Regions from separate parts of the Callithrix jacchus genome. Here region 2 is linked to region 1. Evidence: chromatin contacts called from public Hi-C data. All regions are on one chromosome and are shown on one strand. Each heading gives the region's core, a stretch centred on a gene start, on an enhancer-like site or on the middle of the called end of the contact. The rest is flanking DNA. Distances are from core to core; before and after follow the strand shown. Region 1 overlaps SREBF1 (sterol regulatory element binding transcription factor 1). Region 2 has its middle 42 kb from the start of RAI1.

What was found. A called contact is a pair of places that touch in the nucleus more often than the background predicts.
Region 2: a Hi-C map of skeletal muscle shows a contact between it and region 1, with 3 times the contacts expected there. The contact joins two enhancer-like sites. A contact is called at or near these places in 2 of 3 Hi-C or Micro-C datasets (induced pluripotent stem cells and skeletal muscle).

What each region holds. Positions count from the first base shown.
Region 1 is chr5:69,336,968-69,341,415 of calJac240_pri, reverse strand. SREBF1 (sterol regulatory element binding transcription factor 1) reads right to left here. Exons shown (of 18, transcript XM_078372552.1): 13 at 4,374-4,448; 14 at 4,157-4,289; 15 at 3,873-4,038; 16 at 3,199-3,399; 17 at 2,987-3,098; 18 at 1,729-2,490. The coding sequence ends at 2,261. It overlaps RAI1 (retinoic acid induced 1), which reads left to right. Exons shown (of 5, transcript XM_035299601.3): 5 at 1-1,144. Among named protein-coding and RNA genes, the nearest start is that of SREBF1, 25 kb to the right of the region's middle. Within about 2 kb of position 2,200, at least 12 of the 16 cell types and tissues checked have an H3K27ac peak or open chromatin away from gene starts, as enhancers often do. A contact at or near this core is called in skeletal muscle, where this site is marked.
Region 2 is chr5:69,465,810-69,470,294 of calJac240_pri, reverse strand. No RefSeq gene overlaps it. Among named protein-coding and RNA genes, the nearest start is that of RAI1, 42 kb to the right of the region's middle. Within about 2 kb of position 2,279, at least 14 of the 16 cell types and tissues checked have an H3K27ac peak or open chromatin away from gene starts, as enhancers often do. A contact at or near this core is called in skeletal muscle, where this site is marked.

The DNA of each region.
Region 1 (4,448 bases), core at 951-3,450:
CTCAGCCTCTGGCGGGGATGGGAAACGGCTTTGGTCTGGGGACGGTTTTCCCCTCCGGAATCTCAAGACGACGTGGCACACATTACACGTGGGTGCTGCCTCCACCCAGTCGGTCGTGGCGTGCAGCTGGGAGCCCTGGGCTTGGGGGTGGGGGTCGAAACAGTCCTGGAAGAGGCGGAGGGCGGTTCCTAGCTCTGTGGACGAGGCGGGGGAGAAAGAAAGCCTTTCTGGGAGCCGGCTAGACCGGCGCGGGAGGGGCCGGAGCCTTTGGAACAAACCGTGCGGAACGCGTCCGGGGCCCTTCCCGCACAGCCTTTGCCAGATCTTTCGTGCGGTTCGGGCAAAGCCGGGGTAGTCCTGGGCTATGCTCAGGGGTTGTGAACGCCCCGAATATGGGCGGGACTGGGACACCCTTTGGCCTCTCTGTTCGTCCTCTTTCCAGTCCTCCACCCACCCCTGAAACCCAGTTTGGGAGCGCAGAACGCAAGAAGCGACCAGAACGAATCTCCGGCGGACGCGCGACATTTGTGCATCACCAGGGACCGCCGCGCCCACTCGGCACGGGAGCAGGGACAGCGCTAGATTCGTGTACAAAACCTGTGTACCCCTCTATATATATGTTACATAGAATGTATATATGTTGGGAACATGCTCGCTTCTCCCGTGTGTCGCCGCCGTGCGTCGTGCGCCTGCAACAGAGCCCCAACCGGGCTTTTGCCGGGTGTGGGCTACGGCGATGCCCCTTGCCCACGCAGCCACCACCGGCCCGGGCCAGTCCCTGCCAGTCCGTCCGCCTGTCCGTCTGTGTCCTCAGCTCTGTCCGCGCTTCGATAGGCCTGACGCAGCCCCCAGCTCAGGGCTGCCCTAGCAACTTTCTGTACATATGACTGTAAAATGGTTAACGTGTGTATTATATCTGGCCTCGTTATATAGTGTATATATATGTATACATATACATATATATAATATATATGAAGACTGTAAATGTTAAGACGACTAGTGTTCTTATTAGTATATTGCTTCACACTGAAGATTGTGTGTATCGAGCTGTTTCTAAAAGATGTTTATTTTCCTTAAGAGTAAAAAACAGTCATTGCATTCAGAAAAAAAAAGTCAATAAAGATACAACGATTGTTTTGGAAAATCTGCAGCCAGTGGATTCCGACCAAATTCAGCTGGGAGCCGGGCCAGGCTTTAATTGGGGAATGGGAATGAAGGGAGGGGTTGGGGGCACAAATGGAGTCAGGGAGTCTGCCCTTCACAGAACAGGAAACCTCCCCCGCCACTGTGGCCCCTCTCCAGTGTGGCCTCAGGTTGGGAGGGAGATCGGAAGCTTCTCTGCTATGAAGTGACCAGGGGCCAGGAAGGGGGAAGTGAGACATGGCAGACTTACAGGGAGACCCGAGCTCCTGTCATACAACAGATGGGTTCTGGAGGACAGTCCACCCTCCCACGCCACCCAGGGACCTGACGGGGGCAGAGCGAGGAAGTAAGGCACAGCTGAGCCCATCGAGGCCCGAAGGGTTGACAGAGCCCAAACACGTGCCCTGGAAGCAGGCGACAGGTCAGCTGGAGGCCATACAGCCAGCCCTCCCCACACTAACATCCGAGAGTCCTGTCCCTAGCGGACACGGCGGGGGATGGGAAGCCTTTGTCTAGGTGATGGGGGGAGGGCCCAAGCACTCTCACTGGTCAGCACATCCATCAGCTAAAGAAACAAATCCCAGATCATAAATAATTTCATTTTTAATTATCTGTACAAAACTTCTCAAACTATGAAAATAAAGTTTGCAAAAGGCAGAGTAGCACAGGAGCCTCAGGTCAGGCACGCTACACTATGTACACATCTTCCCACGCGGGAGAGAGGGGCGTCCGGGGCCGAGCCCCACTCGCAGTCCGGGAAAGCCAAGTTGGCTTCCGTCAGCGCAGGGAGGTGTACACCTCTCTTCCCTCTAGACAAGGAAAAAAGCCACTAAGGTGCCTGCAGAGCAAGGAGGGCCCCCTCCCCCGCTAACGGCTCAGCCCCTGCAGTGCCCAGATTGGCCACCAGAGGTCAGCACTGTCATGGCAGCCGCTCTTCGAGTCGTAGTTGCGCCCCTCAGGCCTTCCACGCGGAAGGGACAGTGCAGCCGCGGGTGAACCCTGGAGGCCAGGATCTCTGGCGCTGCCTTCGGCTTTCAGCGCTCCGACGCAGGACAGAAGCCGCACGGAACCCGGGTGGCTGGAGGCAGGGGCGCTGAGGCTGAGAACACCGCGGGGTCTAGCTGTAAGTGACAGTGGTCCCACCACCCAGGCGCATGAGCATCTGCTGACAGTCGTGCAGCAGCCGGCGATCGCCGAGCTTCTCAAGCGTTCGCGCCGCCTCAGCCAGCATGCCAATGCGCTGCCCGGGCGCCGACAGGAAGCCGGGGGGCAGGTAGCAGGAGGCCAGCAGCAAGGCCTCCGCGTGCTCCCGCCGCGTGGGCCGCGGCTCCAGCTCCGTCGCCACGCCTGCGCAAACGGGGATGTCAGGGGTGGGGCTCGAGCTGGCCACGCCCCCGCTGGAGCCCTGCCCACACACAAGCTAAAGCTCTGCCCCCTCCCTGTACCTAGCACACGGAGCTGGCAGGTCCCCTTCTCACCACCCTTGCCTCAGCCCCCACGTAAAGTCCACATACTGATTCATGCACGTGCAGTCCTGTATCACACAAATGACAGTCGCCCCACTGATTTCTCATGAAAGGAACTGTCAGGTAACCATCAAGATGATTTTTTTTTTTTTTTTCAGAAAGGGTCTCCTTCCTGTCGCCCAGGCTCACGGTCACCTCCCACTCCTGGGCTCAATCCGTCCTCCCGCCTCAGCCTCCTAAAGTGCTGGCATTACAGGTGTGAGCCACCACTCCAGGCCTGTCTCATCTGACACACACGCAGTCTCCCTTGACACACCCCATGTGAGCCCTTCCCTGCTAGGCAGACAGCACAGCCCTGGTCAGCAGGTGCTCCTCACCTCCTTTGCCGCCAGGGCCTGCCCGCCGCCTCAGACTGCGGTCCAGGAGCTGGTGTGTTCGTGCGGGGCTGGCCCCCGCCATCAGCCGGGCCGTGGCTTCATGTAGGAACACCTGAGCAAGGGGGACCAGCAGAGTGGAAACTCAGGCTCTTCCCTCTCCACCACTACCTGACTCCTCCCCATCTTGAAGGAGGGGACCAATGGGCACTCACCCTCCGCATGGCAGGCCGGAAGCTCTGTGCCAGCCGCCTCAAGCTGCTCAGGTCCCGCTGGAAACCACGGAGCTCAAGCGCGGAAGCCTGGGGCCCGCTGCTGGCACCCTGGCCTGCTGGGGCCGGGGCCGGGGGCTGCTGCTGGTGCCACAGGCTGGTACGCACCACGAGGAGTAGGTCACACAGGAACAGCTGCACGGCCTGGGGGTGGCAGGCAGGGCAGGGGTCACCAGGGCTCCAGCTCTGGGAGGGGCAGGATGGGGGCCCACGGTGCCAGGGGCCAGCTCCGGGCTGCACTGCCGAGGCACTGCACCCGCCTCACACACATGCAATGCAACAGCAATGCACCACGGGGCCGCCCGCCTCTCTCGGCCCCCACACCCGCCACTGGCCCTGAGCAGCTGTCCAGGCCTCTTGATGCAGGGCCTCCGAAGGGATCCTGCCACATCATCCACCCCCCTCCTCCCAGGGGTGGGGAAACCGAGGCCAGATAGGGGCAACCCCTCTCCCCTCGACAGAAGCCTTAGCCAGAAAACAAGGTCTGCTGGATCCCCAGCTTGCACTTCGAGGGCTAATCCTATGGTCTTCTGGGGCCCCTGGGGGCTGGGGAGAAGGACCAGAGAATGGAAGCCTGAGTCCCCCAGCCCTGCCAGGCCCCTGGCCCCACCCCTCACCTTGTCAAGGGAGCTGCCGGCTGGTGTGGTAGCCAGGCTGTCCTGAAGGTACCCACTGGCCTTCTCACAGATGGTCAGGCTGGCTGGGCCAGACTCTGCCTTGGCACAGCCCAGGAGGGCCCGGGCAGCCTTGAATGAGTGCAGAGCCGCCCTGGGCAGGGGTCTCCTGTTGGGACCAGGGCAGAAGAGTGACAATCAGACCAGGCCACTAGCCCTGGCTGAGTGCCCCGGGGATGGGAAGGCTGGGCCAGGGGCCAGGCAGGAGGACTATGCCCTGCACTCACTCAGACTCCTGCAGCACCCGGGGCAGGTGCTCCACCAGCGGGCACAGCTGCTCAGCCGCCTCCTCGTCCCGCCGCAGCCAGTGGATCACCACGGCTGTCAGAGAGGCCCACCACTTGGCCACCGGGTCTACCCCTGCAGAAGACAGAGGGTCCCCTGAGCCCTCAGCCATGCTGCACCATGACTGAGAAGGGAGCAGGACAGGGGCCGGGTGCTCACCAGTGGTGGTGGCCATGCTGGAACTGATGGAGAAGCTGCAGGTGGGAGCTCCAGCGGCATCAGAACAGCTGTTCA
Region 2 (4,485 bases), core at 1,030-3,529, 130 kb before region 1:
GGAGTTTTGAAATCGAAAATGTTTCTCAAACTGTAAAGAGGTGGACACAGGTGAGGGCTAGCGGCGGGGTGAGGGTGGGGGCCTGGCTCGACGCTGGAAGCTCCTGAACGCAGGGCGCTACAGTCCTCCCGTGCCGTGCGGGGATCCCACCGCAGAGGCCCCCTCCCGCAGGCCGACGGGCGGGGGGCGCGCGGACCGCCAGGGGGTGCTGTCGGGGCGCGCACGGCCCACCTGGAGCCCGGGGCCGCGAGCGAGCGCAGCCAGGCCGCCCGGGAACTTTTTTCCTCGCGCTCTCGCTCTCCTTCTCCCCCCGCGCGTCGCCCGCCCGGCCGCTCTTCCTGTGCGGAGGGGATCGCATTTCCCCGCGGCACCCGCGGACACCAGGCAGGCCCGGCCGGTGTGCGGCCAGGGCCGGATCCCCGCGCCGCCCGCTCCCAGCGCTCCTGGGCGCCGCCCCCGCCCGCGGCTGGGCTCCGAGAGGCGAGTGGGAGAGCGAGGGCGGCGAGGGCGAGAGGCGAGCTGAGCAGGCCGCCCCTGCTCGCGACCTGAGCGCCGGCGCGAGGAGGGGGCGCCGCGGCCCACCCTCCTTCCTGCCTGGCCGCGGGCCGGCCGGGCTGCCGCGCCCGGACCCCCCATGGCCACCCAGGCCTCCGGGCCGCGAAGTCGCAGCGCCAGACCCAGGGCCCCCGAGTGAGCGCGGGCGCCGAGGTGAGCAACGAGCGCCCGGGCGCGGGGGGCCCAGTGGACGCTGCCCCGGGGCGGTGGCGGCGCGAGACGTCGGGATCTTGGGCCGGGTAAGGAGCGGAGGCGGATTCAGGGGCCGAGCGCGCGCGCTGGGTTGAGATGTGGGGTCCGCGGGGTCCTTGCTTTGTGTGGTGTGTGGGGGGGTGCTCGAGGTCACCGGATGGACGTCTGGGGAGCTGTAGGGTGGGGGCGCCCTGTGCCGCGGCTGAGGGTCTTCTGGGGATGTGTGCGGAGCTGAGGTCGGGTGGGGGCGCGAGGGACGAGTGTGGCAGGGGCTCTGCGTGCGCCGAGGCGTGGAGTGTTGGAGGAGCGTGGGGTGGGGACGTGGGGAATATTCGCGCGGCGCCGGGGGCCAAGGGGAGCTTTGTGAGTGCGTCCGAAGTGGGGGGCGGGTAGCTGACTTCTCCATGCGTGACCGCGGCCCGGTGTGGCCGTCTAGTGGGAGTCAGGGCCGGCGAGGGCCGTGCGTGGCGAGATGGGGTGCGCGGGCTCTCTGCGGTGTCCCCATCCGGGCAGCGGCGCCCGGGCCTATGCGCAGGCCTTGAGGCCGGGCAGGAAGCGGCCCTCGCGACCTGAGGAGTTCTGTAGCGGCCAGGCCCGGGGCGCACGGGCCCTTCGGGGGTGACGTCACGGGCGGGGGCCCCGGACACGCGAGCCTGGCGCCTCATAGACAGCGGCGCAGCCCGCCGCCTTACTCGAGGCCGGTCCCCCCCCCCCCCACGGCGCCTTGAAGGCAGGGAACCCGGGAGGAGGACATGGGAGCCGAGTGAGGCGGGGACAGGGGGTGGCAGGACGCGAGGGTGACACTTGGAGCCTAGTCGCGCCAGGGGCCTCCGTGGTGGGGCCGAGGGGAAGCGAAACACCAGCCAGGCCCAAGGCCGTCACGGCCCCAGCTTCCTGGGGCGCCCGTTTCCCCGGCGAGCAGTTTCCCTTCCTGGTGCTCTTCGTCGTTCTCCAGTCCACGCAGGGTCCGGAGTGCGGGCTGCAGCGGTGCCCTCCTGCGCGGAGCCGGGGCTGGCAGGGGCGCGGCGGGCCTCGGGCTCTGAATGGATGGGAGCGAGTGTAACAATGCGCCGGTGGGGGCTGGGGGAGGGGAGGCCGCGCGCCTGAATGGCGGAGCCGGCCCCGCGCTGCTCCGTGCGCTGCCCTCCCCTCCCGCGCCGCCTTCCCCGCGGTTTCGGTGGGCCGGGATTCAGGGACCTACGCGGGACCTGCACGGTTCCTCCCACCAATACTGCCCACCCCCCCACACCCCTTCGCTTTATGTCTTTTCCAACGCAGCAGTGTGTTGAAAATTCAAGGGCATTACATCTGGTTGCAATCCAGTTTCATGCCGCTGCCGGGCTGTTAAGATCTAGTACTGACGTCAGAGCAGGGGAATTACTTCTTTTTATTTTATCTTTTTTTAGTTGTCTGCTGCCCTGGGAGGAGAGGCGGGGGTGGGTTAGGCGAGCTCTGATGTGGAGGCGCCAGCGTGATGGGAGCCCCGAGCTGGGGGCTCTGCTTCTCTTCCTGCCACTGCTCCTCTCCATTCTCCAAAACACCTCGCTCTGCTCAAAGTCAGGCCCACCCGAGGTGGGGGACGGCCCTCGCCGCAGGTTGAATGGTGGCTCCTCCAGCTGACCATACAGCTGCCTTTTCAGAGGCTTCTCTGGGACGTGGCCCTCGGTATCTGGAAGCTGGAAAGGAATCTTCTAGTTTCCCACCCCTCCCTCTCTTGACAGGCCAGCCGGTACATTCAGGGCCCAGCAGCAAGGAGAAGTGGCCTTTTGCGTGACATAGAAGTGGACACAGTCATTCTGATCCCAGGGCAGGCTCAGCCCCATAACTCTGGCAAAAGCTCTCAGAAGCAGACGCCTTGGAGAGGAGGAGGAGAATGTATAAAGGCGAGATCCAGGCCCCAGAAGCCAACTGTGGAGTGGGCAGAATAGGACTTCCCAGCAGCCCAGCATTCCTCAGGCTTTGCAGAGATAAATGGAACTCAGGGGTGCTGGAGCTGCCTTTCTCTTCCACTGACCATGGGGTCTTGTAGGCAGAAGCTCTGTCTTACTCCTCTTTATTTTTGAGACAGGGTCTTGCTGTGCGGCCCAGGCTGGAGTGCAGTGGAACGAACATAGCTCACTTCGGCCTCAGCCTCCTGGGCTCAAGCAATCCTCCAGCCTCAGTCTCCACACCCAGCTAATTTTTATTTTTATTTTTTCTAGAAGCAGGGGTCTCGCCACGGTTGCCCTGGCTGGTCCTGAAGTCCTGGGCTCAAACGATCCTCCCTCTTTGGCTCCCAAAGTGCTGAGATGATAGCAGTGAGTCACTGCTCCCAGCTTTACTCCTCTTTACAGTCCCAACCCTGGACCAATGGCTTTGATACTCTTGCCGATGACCTGCAGTAAGAAATAACATCTTAGGCAGCTACACAGGTCATACCCACTGTATCTAACTGAAATAAAAGTTTACTGAAACAACTCCCTTACTATGTCTGCTGGTCTATGATACTTTCTGTTCTAGTGTATTTGGGTTTTTTTTAAATTACTGATTGCTACCCACGAAATTAATTTTGCAATCTACTGATGGGTCATACCCAGCATCTGAAAAAAACAGGCCTAGGAAATTAATTTGCCATCTATTCATTCAACAAATGTTAATTGCAACCCTAATAATTCCTCCCGTTTTAAACTATCAAGTAACACTCAGATACTTGGGTGAAAAATGCAAATAAGCCAGAGATATATGTAGTAAAAGTGAAAGTTCCCTTGGTGCCCTCCCTGCAGGTAACCCCAGTTAACAGTTTGAACGTTGCCTTCCAGACTTTTTGTTACTCACCTTAATGCACACATATATCGCATATACCAGTACGTGCAAAGTTTTATTTTTCCCCAAACGGGGACACCCTGTGGCTTCTCACCAGGCAGCTTCCTTCTTCTCCATTCGTCTCAGAGAGGTTGGTTGTGTGGCGAAGTCCTTCAGGGCACGTTCTGGATTGATTCCTGGCTCCACCACATACTGAACGGGCCATTTACCGCTCTGTGCCTCAGTGTCCCCTTCTTAAAATCAGGAGATTCACAGTACAGACCTCATGGGACTGAAGTGAAGATGTAGGGAGTTAATCCATACGCAGTTTAGCGCAGGGCTTATGCCAATAAATGCTGATTACTGCCGTCATTATTGTATTATTATTGCTATTCTATCTGTGGCAGCCCATGTTTGAAACTCATTGCTTTTAACAGCTGTCTGTGGTCATGGCTTGGGTGTCTGTTTCATCCCCCGTCCAATGTGTGGCTCCACAGGGAGGGAGGAGGTGCACGCAACAGCAACGGTGTGTGCAGAGCAGCATCTCTGTGGAAAGGGCACCTGGGCGCTGGGCCCAAGGGAATGGGGATTTTCCAAGGACCCACTGTTTCTGTGCTAATGCCTCGGTCCAAGCAGGAAACATCCCTGCACTGGCCACAAGCGTTCACAGGCCAGCGGCTGATTGGGACCCAGCTAACAGCTGAGGCCTTGACCAGAGCTGGGGTCTTCCTGGAGGAGGGGGCTTTGAGCAGGTGCTTCAGGCATGGAGAGGTAAGAATGACAGGGGCGTTCCTGGCAAAGGGAACATAGTGGGCAGAACAAGTCTTTGGAGGCTGGCAGGACGTGGCCTGTGTGCTGTGGCCAAGAGGGGAGGACTTGGCTCGGAAAGAATGGTGGCGGAAGAGGCTGGGCTGTTGCCGGGACCTCCTCACTGGCCTCCCTGCCCCCTCCCAGCCA